Linked DNA regions of Mus musculus: region 2 is linked to region 1. The links are chromatin contacts, called in public Hi-C maps. All regions are on one chromosome and are shown on one strand. Each heading gives the region's core, a stretch centred on a gene start, on an enhancer-like site or on the middle of the called end of the contact. The rest is flanking DNA. Distances are from core to core; before and after follow the strand shown.

Evidence for each region. Hi-C and Micro-C count contacts between places; a contact is called where the count stands out from the background.
Region 2: a contact with region 1 is called in a Hi-C map of cerebral cortex, with 4 times the contacts expected there. The contact joins two enhancer-like sites. A contact is called at or near these places in 22 of 484 Hi-C or Micro-C datasets (the AML12 cell line, cerebellar granule neurons, cerebellum and 13 more).

The regions. Positions count from the first base shown.
Region 1 is chr9:28,263,382-28,266,800 of GRCm38.p6, forward strand. All of the region lies in intron 1 of Opcml (opioid binding protein/cell adhesion molecule-like), which reads left to right. Among named protein-coding and RNA genes, the nearest start is that of Gm39313, 130 kb to the right of the region's middle. Within about 2 kb of position 1,505, at least 3 of the 459 cell types and tissues checked have an H3K27ac peak or open chromatin away from gene starts, as enhancers often do. A contact at or near this core is called in cerebral cortex, where this site is marked.
Region 2 is chr9:28,385,300-28,388,718 of GRCm38.p6, forward strand. The region is part of intron 1 of Opcml (opioid binding protein/cell adhesion molecule-like); the gene reads left to right. The region is part of intron 1 of Gm39313 (a long non-coding RNA gene); the gene reads right to left. Among named protein-coding and RNA genes, the nearest start is that of Gm39313, 9.2 kb to the right of the region's middle. Within about 2 kb of position 1,647, at least 30 of the 459 cell types and tissues checked have an H3K27ac peak or open chromatin away from gene starts, as enhancers often do. A contact at or near this core is called in cerebral cortex, where this site is marked.

The DNA of each region.
Region 1 (3,419 bases), core at 255-2,754:
TCTTCTCATACCTAATCAGTCAGGGTCTAAGAGAGAAGACGCACATAATGGCATTGATATTGACTTGACCTATATCCAAAGAGCCAGGACCCGTGAGACTTAGGTGAACAAGGGCCATCCGAGAACCATAAACTTTCCTCCACTGAGGTTCTAATGAAGTGCAGGCTTGAAGAGGCAAAGAAAGTCAGCTAGACTCAGGGTCAGAGTATAGAAGCGTTGTGGAGTAAGGTCTGAGGACGGGATATTTGAGGCCCCCTCTCCTGACAGTGAGAACTTTTACCAGGCTTTGGACAATGTCAAATGTGCCTGTCTAACAGACACTCAAAGGTGTCTACATCCACTTAGAACATCTTTCTTGTAGACAACCATGCCCCTTCTGTGGGATCCCCACAGGATTTTAATGAAATTCTTAGATCTGTTTGATCTATACTGAGGAATTTATTTTTCTCTTTCTGTGCCATTTGTTCACGTCCCTGTGTATACTTGGACAAAACCAAAACCAAACCAAACCAAAAATGAAGAAGAAATGAAATTGAAGGTATTCTCTAATTCCACTTGGAGAAAAGTTTTCGTAAGAAGAGGTGAGAAAACCCCTTTTCCCCTTTGCATAGCGCATTAAAATAATTTATGGAGAGCGGCTCCCGTTCACCTACGGAGCTGGTCAAGATGAGAGGATAAATCTTTAAAAGAATAATGTTTTCCGAATCAGGTTCCTTGTCCTCAGAGCCTTTGATGTATGAGTGTAATAGTAGGCAGGACACATAGTGAAATATACATGAGGCCTCTTGAGGGAAGAGCAGCAGAAGGGAGGAAATATCAGTGTTTACAGCAAAACTCAATTGAAACACTCACTTCTAGATGATAGTTTATTACATTGCAAGCAACGGAGCTCAGCAAGGATGTCCTTTCCTGTCTGTCTTCAGGACTCCAATGCCTGCCCTACTCCATCCCCACATCTCACTCCCATTCTATACGAGGTCAAAACATAGCCTCTTTATTACCCACTTCTCATCAGCAGGCTTCAGATTCTAAAGAAAAGGAAGTAGAAGTGTGGAATCTTCTCGACACTACCAGCAATTCCCTGATTTTTTTTTTTTTTTTTGACACGTAATCTGTTTTAAACATGAAGGAAAGTTTGGAGAGAGGATCATTTCCTTGTTGAAGTTCAACCAGGGATCAGCTCCCAGCAAGGTATTCCGCGCCACCACCTTCTTCCTCCCCAAGCTTCCTTACCTGGAAGATGCCCACAATGAAAGGATTGTTTGGTTTATCCATTGATAAACCGCTGCTACTCCTGCAGCCCCCTGGAGGTAGTGGTCCTGCTGGCTGATGAGATTTAGATCCAGGTGGAGTGTGGCAGAGCTATCATCTCTGCATGCAACCAGTCAGTGAGGCCACAGGCATTTAGTGTGGGGCGACCGCTGCATGCAGCAACCCCAAGCCTCTGTGTGGGTTTGCTTTAAATTGCTTAGCAGCTTTAGTGGCATCCTACATCCTACTCCCTGTCTTAAACTGAAGCCCTCTCCAGGCAGAATGCCCGTTTTCTTCCTGAACGCACTGCACTGCATCATAGGATCCTGTAGCTGCCTTGGGACAGCAAAGCTGCAGAGATTGAATTTGGCTGGCTCCTCCCCTCCTAGCACTTCAAGGACTCCCTCTATGCTAAGGCTTGGCTAACAGTTGGAGTGCAGACCTGCACACAGGCGTCGGACTGTGTTTTAGGAGTGGAATAATGTGCCTCTAAATATGTCTGTAATTGCATTTTGCTGTTGTCAGGTCATAACCTTCCATTTTGAGATCTCCACAAGGGTGAGAGGAGAAGGGTGATTCTCTTCTAGCTGCTTTTGTGGTCTGGCTTTACTCCTGTAAAGAAAGCATCCTATCACGCACTGAGAGAGAGGCTTTGTGCTATAGTGTGGATGTGTCATATCCCCCCTCCCCCATATCCCATATGTTAAAGAGGTTGTTAGGAGTCCATGGAGCTCTCGGGTGCTGGCAGGAGTTTTAAGGGCTTGTATCCAGTGGGCAAAGTAAGGTCATTGTGGGATGTCCTCAGGAGCAGTACCCTGCCCCATTCTAGTTTCTTTCTGTCTGCTTTCTGGATGCCAGGAGGTGAGCAGCTTCCCCCATCACAGACTCCCTGCTGTGATGACTGCCTTGCCACCAGCCCAGAGTGGTCATCATCATCAGAAAGTTCTTCCTGAAACCATGAGCCAAATGTGACCTGCCTGGGAGGGTGGTTGACTCACATACTGACTTAAAGCTGACTAACACATTTAGAAAAACTGAGAATACAAAGGGGAGAGGAGGGAAGGGAAGGGACTGGAGGGAAGGAGATAAGGGTAGGAATTGGGTGGAAGGGAAGGGTAGCGAAGGAAAAGAAACTATGTTACATTTGGAATAAACGTGGATAATTCCTTCCTTGGTTTTAAAAGCTCAGTCCTTAATATGAGAAGTGAGAATCACTTGCAGGTGATTTTTTTTTTTTTTTTTTTTTTTGGATATTGGGCCACAGATTGATGATTCAGAATTCTGCTTCTCATCTCCAAATCTCACTGCACTTCGGATCAGAACAAGTGAAGTACTGGGAGCTGTTATATATATATATAAAAAAGTAGACTATGATGGTCATTTGGCTGATTTCCCTGTTATACAATAATCTTGGTCTGTTTACACAGACTAGATGCTGTAAGTGTGCTGGTTCGGTATCAACTTCACAAACACTAAAAGAGGGGATCTTCACTGAGAAAATGCCTGCCTAAGCTTGCTTTGTAGGCAAGCCTGCTGTGCATTTTCTTGATTAATGATTGATGTGGGAGGGCCCAACTCATTGTAGTCTATACCTCTCCTAGGTAGATGGTACTGGGCTATATACAAAAGCAAACTGAGCAAGTCCTGGAAAACAAGCTGGTAAGCAGGGCTTCTCTGTCACTTCTGCTCTAATTTCTGCCTCCAGACTCTTGCTTGCTTTCTTTTTCTGGCTTTCCTCAGTGATGGATGGACTGCTATGGGAAAAGAGAGGTCAAATAAACCCTTTCATCTTCAAAGTTACTTTTATCCATCTAACTAGGACAGTTGGTCAACCACTGACGTGGACTATTGTAATCAGGATACATAGTATGCATCCCACAGAGAAGGAATGAGACACTATGGGTCTACCACTGCAGACTAGATTTGTTTTATAGATGTAAATGGACAGTATTGTAAATACATAAACCACTAACAACCATTTATTAGTATCATCAAATTCTGTCCATGGTTGTTTGTCAGCTTTTGGTGGCAAAGACCTTAAAAGAAACCAAGATTAATCTAAGAAACTTCTTCCTCTTCCAGTATGTGGTTACTTGGTCCTATTTCTTTGGGCCAACAGGGGTGAGGGGAATGGAGAAGGTCTTACTGCATTACATCCAGGAAAAGGG
Region 2 (3,419 bases), core at 397-2,896, 120 kb after region 1:
GGAGGAGGCAAGTGAACTGTGCCATGAGGATACGTTTCAAAGCCAATGGGAAAAGGAGGGCATGCCAGGTAGAAGTAGTTTAGGCTGCAGCCAAAAGATACACACATGTGAATGTTTTTCTAGGAAGGTGTTTGTTCCAGCCACAGCCACATATCTGTAGCTTATGGAATTTGAAAATCTTAATGATTTCTGTGACAGGTAAGGAAACTGGAAAAAAGAGAGACAAAGTGACCTTGCAAAGCCTGAAATGATGACCTGTTGAGAGTCACTCCCTTGATGCATGTGTCCGTAGCTTTATTGTGAGAGTTTCCTCATAGATGAGGAATACTTCTGTCTGTCCCCATGCCGAGTGTGGGCTGTTCCTCCTTTCTTTGCAAGTCTGCATTTCTCTTGGCTTTTCCTCTTTCACTGCATCTATCTACCCACCAATCAGTCATTTCAACTCACATGAAGAAGGTACTACGGAAGGCAATCTATTTGCTATTTGGATCGTATGCTCTTTAGAAGGACATATTTTTTATGTTAGCCATTCTTAAAATGGCCTTGTTTGTCCCTCCCATCCTTTAGTCCTCCCTTCCTTCATCTGTTTTCTTTTGTGAGTTTGTGCTATTGAAGAACAAACCCTGGCTTTGTGCAGGCTAGAAAACTTCCCTCCTGCTGAGCTATGCTCCTGATCCCTCGCTCTTTCCACTATTTCTCTAATGTTTTATTTTAGAATAATTTCACATTTTCCATTTTCAAATACAAGACAGATATTTCCTGTCTGCCTTCCTGTTGTGATATCCCACAACCCTAACACATTAAACACACACACACACACACACACACTCCCTTTCTCATACACACACACTTAATGCCACATACATACACATATACTTACACACACAAACACAATGCAAAGAGTCACATAGACAATACACAAGCACACAGTCATACACACTCAGTACATAAACACACACTCATACACACTCAATGCCACAAATAAATACACACACACACACACATTTATTACTGATTTAATAGGCAAAGGCATTCAATTTTACATTCCAGCCATTTAAATGTGTCTAAGAGTGAGTGTTTTAGAGCTGAGCAGACACTGGGGTACAGCTTGCTGTGTTGTTTATGTCTCTGTCTCAGTTTATCCAGAAAACTATTTTTAGTACTCTCTCTCTACCCAGCACCATTAGTTTGTGTTAATTAAGATGGGGATGATGGGGATTCGTGTTTGACAGACCCTTGCTACTTGCAAAAGAGTCACTCATGCCCTATTCAGGGGTCTGGAGAGCTGAGTCCCAATGGAGACTGCTAGTAGCCTGCAGCAAGGGAAGTTTATGATACCCCTGTCTCTCCTTCCTTCAAGCCCCTTGTGTCTAAGCCTCACTGAAGAGTTACAAGGTTGTCCTCTGCAGAGCTGGTCCCCTGCATTTTCCACAGGCCCTCTGTGACATAGGCTGATTGCATACACAAAGATGTCAGAGCAAATCACCACGTCGGGAATTGTCGGGCAAACAATCTGTGGAATAAAATGTGCCCATTGCCAAGGGGTGGGGGAGGTTAGCAAGGAGGATATCTTGACAGAGGAAGAGAGAAGTGTTGGATGGAAATTAGCAGCTGAAGGCTTGCAAAGGGAGAAGAGGCAGAGGGAGAGAGAAAAGGGAAGAGACAGGCAGATGGAGAGGGGGAGGGAGAGGGTGGAAAATAGACACAGCTTTATTTCACAGTCTTGCTTCACCCTCCGCCCAAGCAGCCTGTGCTTTTGCAGAGATCTTGTCTTGCCTCAGCTTGTCGTTCCCCTGCTGACCTCTGCCATTAGACTCCTGGACTCCCTCAAGCTCCCACTTCCACTACAACAGTTGTGCTTTTCTCCCACATGGGATTTCCGGTTTGTGCAGCAAGAAATGTTCTCTCTGCAGAGAAGACAAGCTTCTTGCTTGCTGATCCGGATGGCTTGGGGCTCTGTAGATCTCTGCTCCTGACACCCTGGTTGGGTCCATATCACTGACATCCCTATGGAATTAGAATTGCTGGCAAATGTGGAATTATGCACTCAAGATATATTAATGTATCTCTTTGATATAGTGTACAAGTTCAGTAAAGTATATGTTCTAAAGTAAGTGCGATGGATTGGATCTGAAGTGTCTTCCAAGTCCCATGTACAAAAGACATTTTGTACCATTCTGTGCCATTGGAAATTTACTAACAAAGAGTCAGGCTCTGCCTTGAAAGAAGAAACTGCCCCCCTCCCCCCATCAACTGTGCTGTCATAGATCACAAGGATGCAGCCATGACCATGTGGTGTGGAATCTTGAAACCATAAGAGAAGACCTTTTCTCCTTTGATTTCTATGCCATAGGTATTCTGTTAGAGACACCAAATGCTAATACAGTGGCTGTGGCAGTAATGGGAAGAGCTACACTCTTTCTGTTCTGTTATATAGCTCAGAGTTCAATGCTGATGATCAAGACAAAGACCTAAGCACTGTACCCACTGCAGTTTGAACAAGATAGAGCTGTGTTTCCCCCAACTGCATGTTTAATTGGTGACTGGAGTTTTGCCTTATAGTATGAGTCTCTTGGATGGTTTGCCATTCTGGAACATAATGAGGGCAACTACCCAACTTCACTTAAAAACAACAACAACAAACAAACAAACAAACAAACAATAACAGAAATTACTATGAGTGTGAAGAACCCAGCCCAGCCTCTCTTCTCTTTCCCTCCTCCTCCTGAACACTGCCAGAGTGTGCCCTGAAAAGTCTCCTTCCAATTTCCTTCCTATCCCCCAGATTCAAGGTGCCACATTTAAATCTGGGCCATGTATTAGGGTCATGTGTAGATTCTGATTTTTTTTTCTAAAGTAGATGTAGGTAAATTGAAGCTCTGAATAATTATGTCTCTTAAAGAGCTATTTTTGGTCTCTCTGTAGTCCATTTTCTTTTTCACTCTCTGTGGCATCTAACCCCTTGCTCTGTACCTCTTTGGAACCTCTTCCCCACTTATGAAAGGGAAAACAAATTGCACTTTGGATAAAATCCATTCTCACCAACGTACTTCCTTTTTCTAAGCACTTTGTAATTTGAAGTCTTTAAATGCTAAAGGTGGCTTTGTCTTTTGAGGCATTAGATTGGGCATTAGCTTGCCTGTGGTGGGGATATTAGGATGAGAGGACGGTAACTTTTCTTCTCTTTGCTTCTTAGTATGACCTTCTTAAAGGAACACTCCTTTTAATCCTTTTAGGACAGCTGCTTCAAAGCTGTATGCAGACCCACGATCCTTGATTTTATGTGTCATTCTGGATCGGCAATGGTGCAGACATTCAGGGTGTTTCTGGGTTGATACTTTATATACAATATCAAGATTTAAGTCTACAGACTTTTGAAAAACAGGGTTCATTGGTGGGTGGGCCTCATCCAGTCAGTT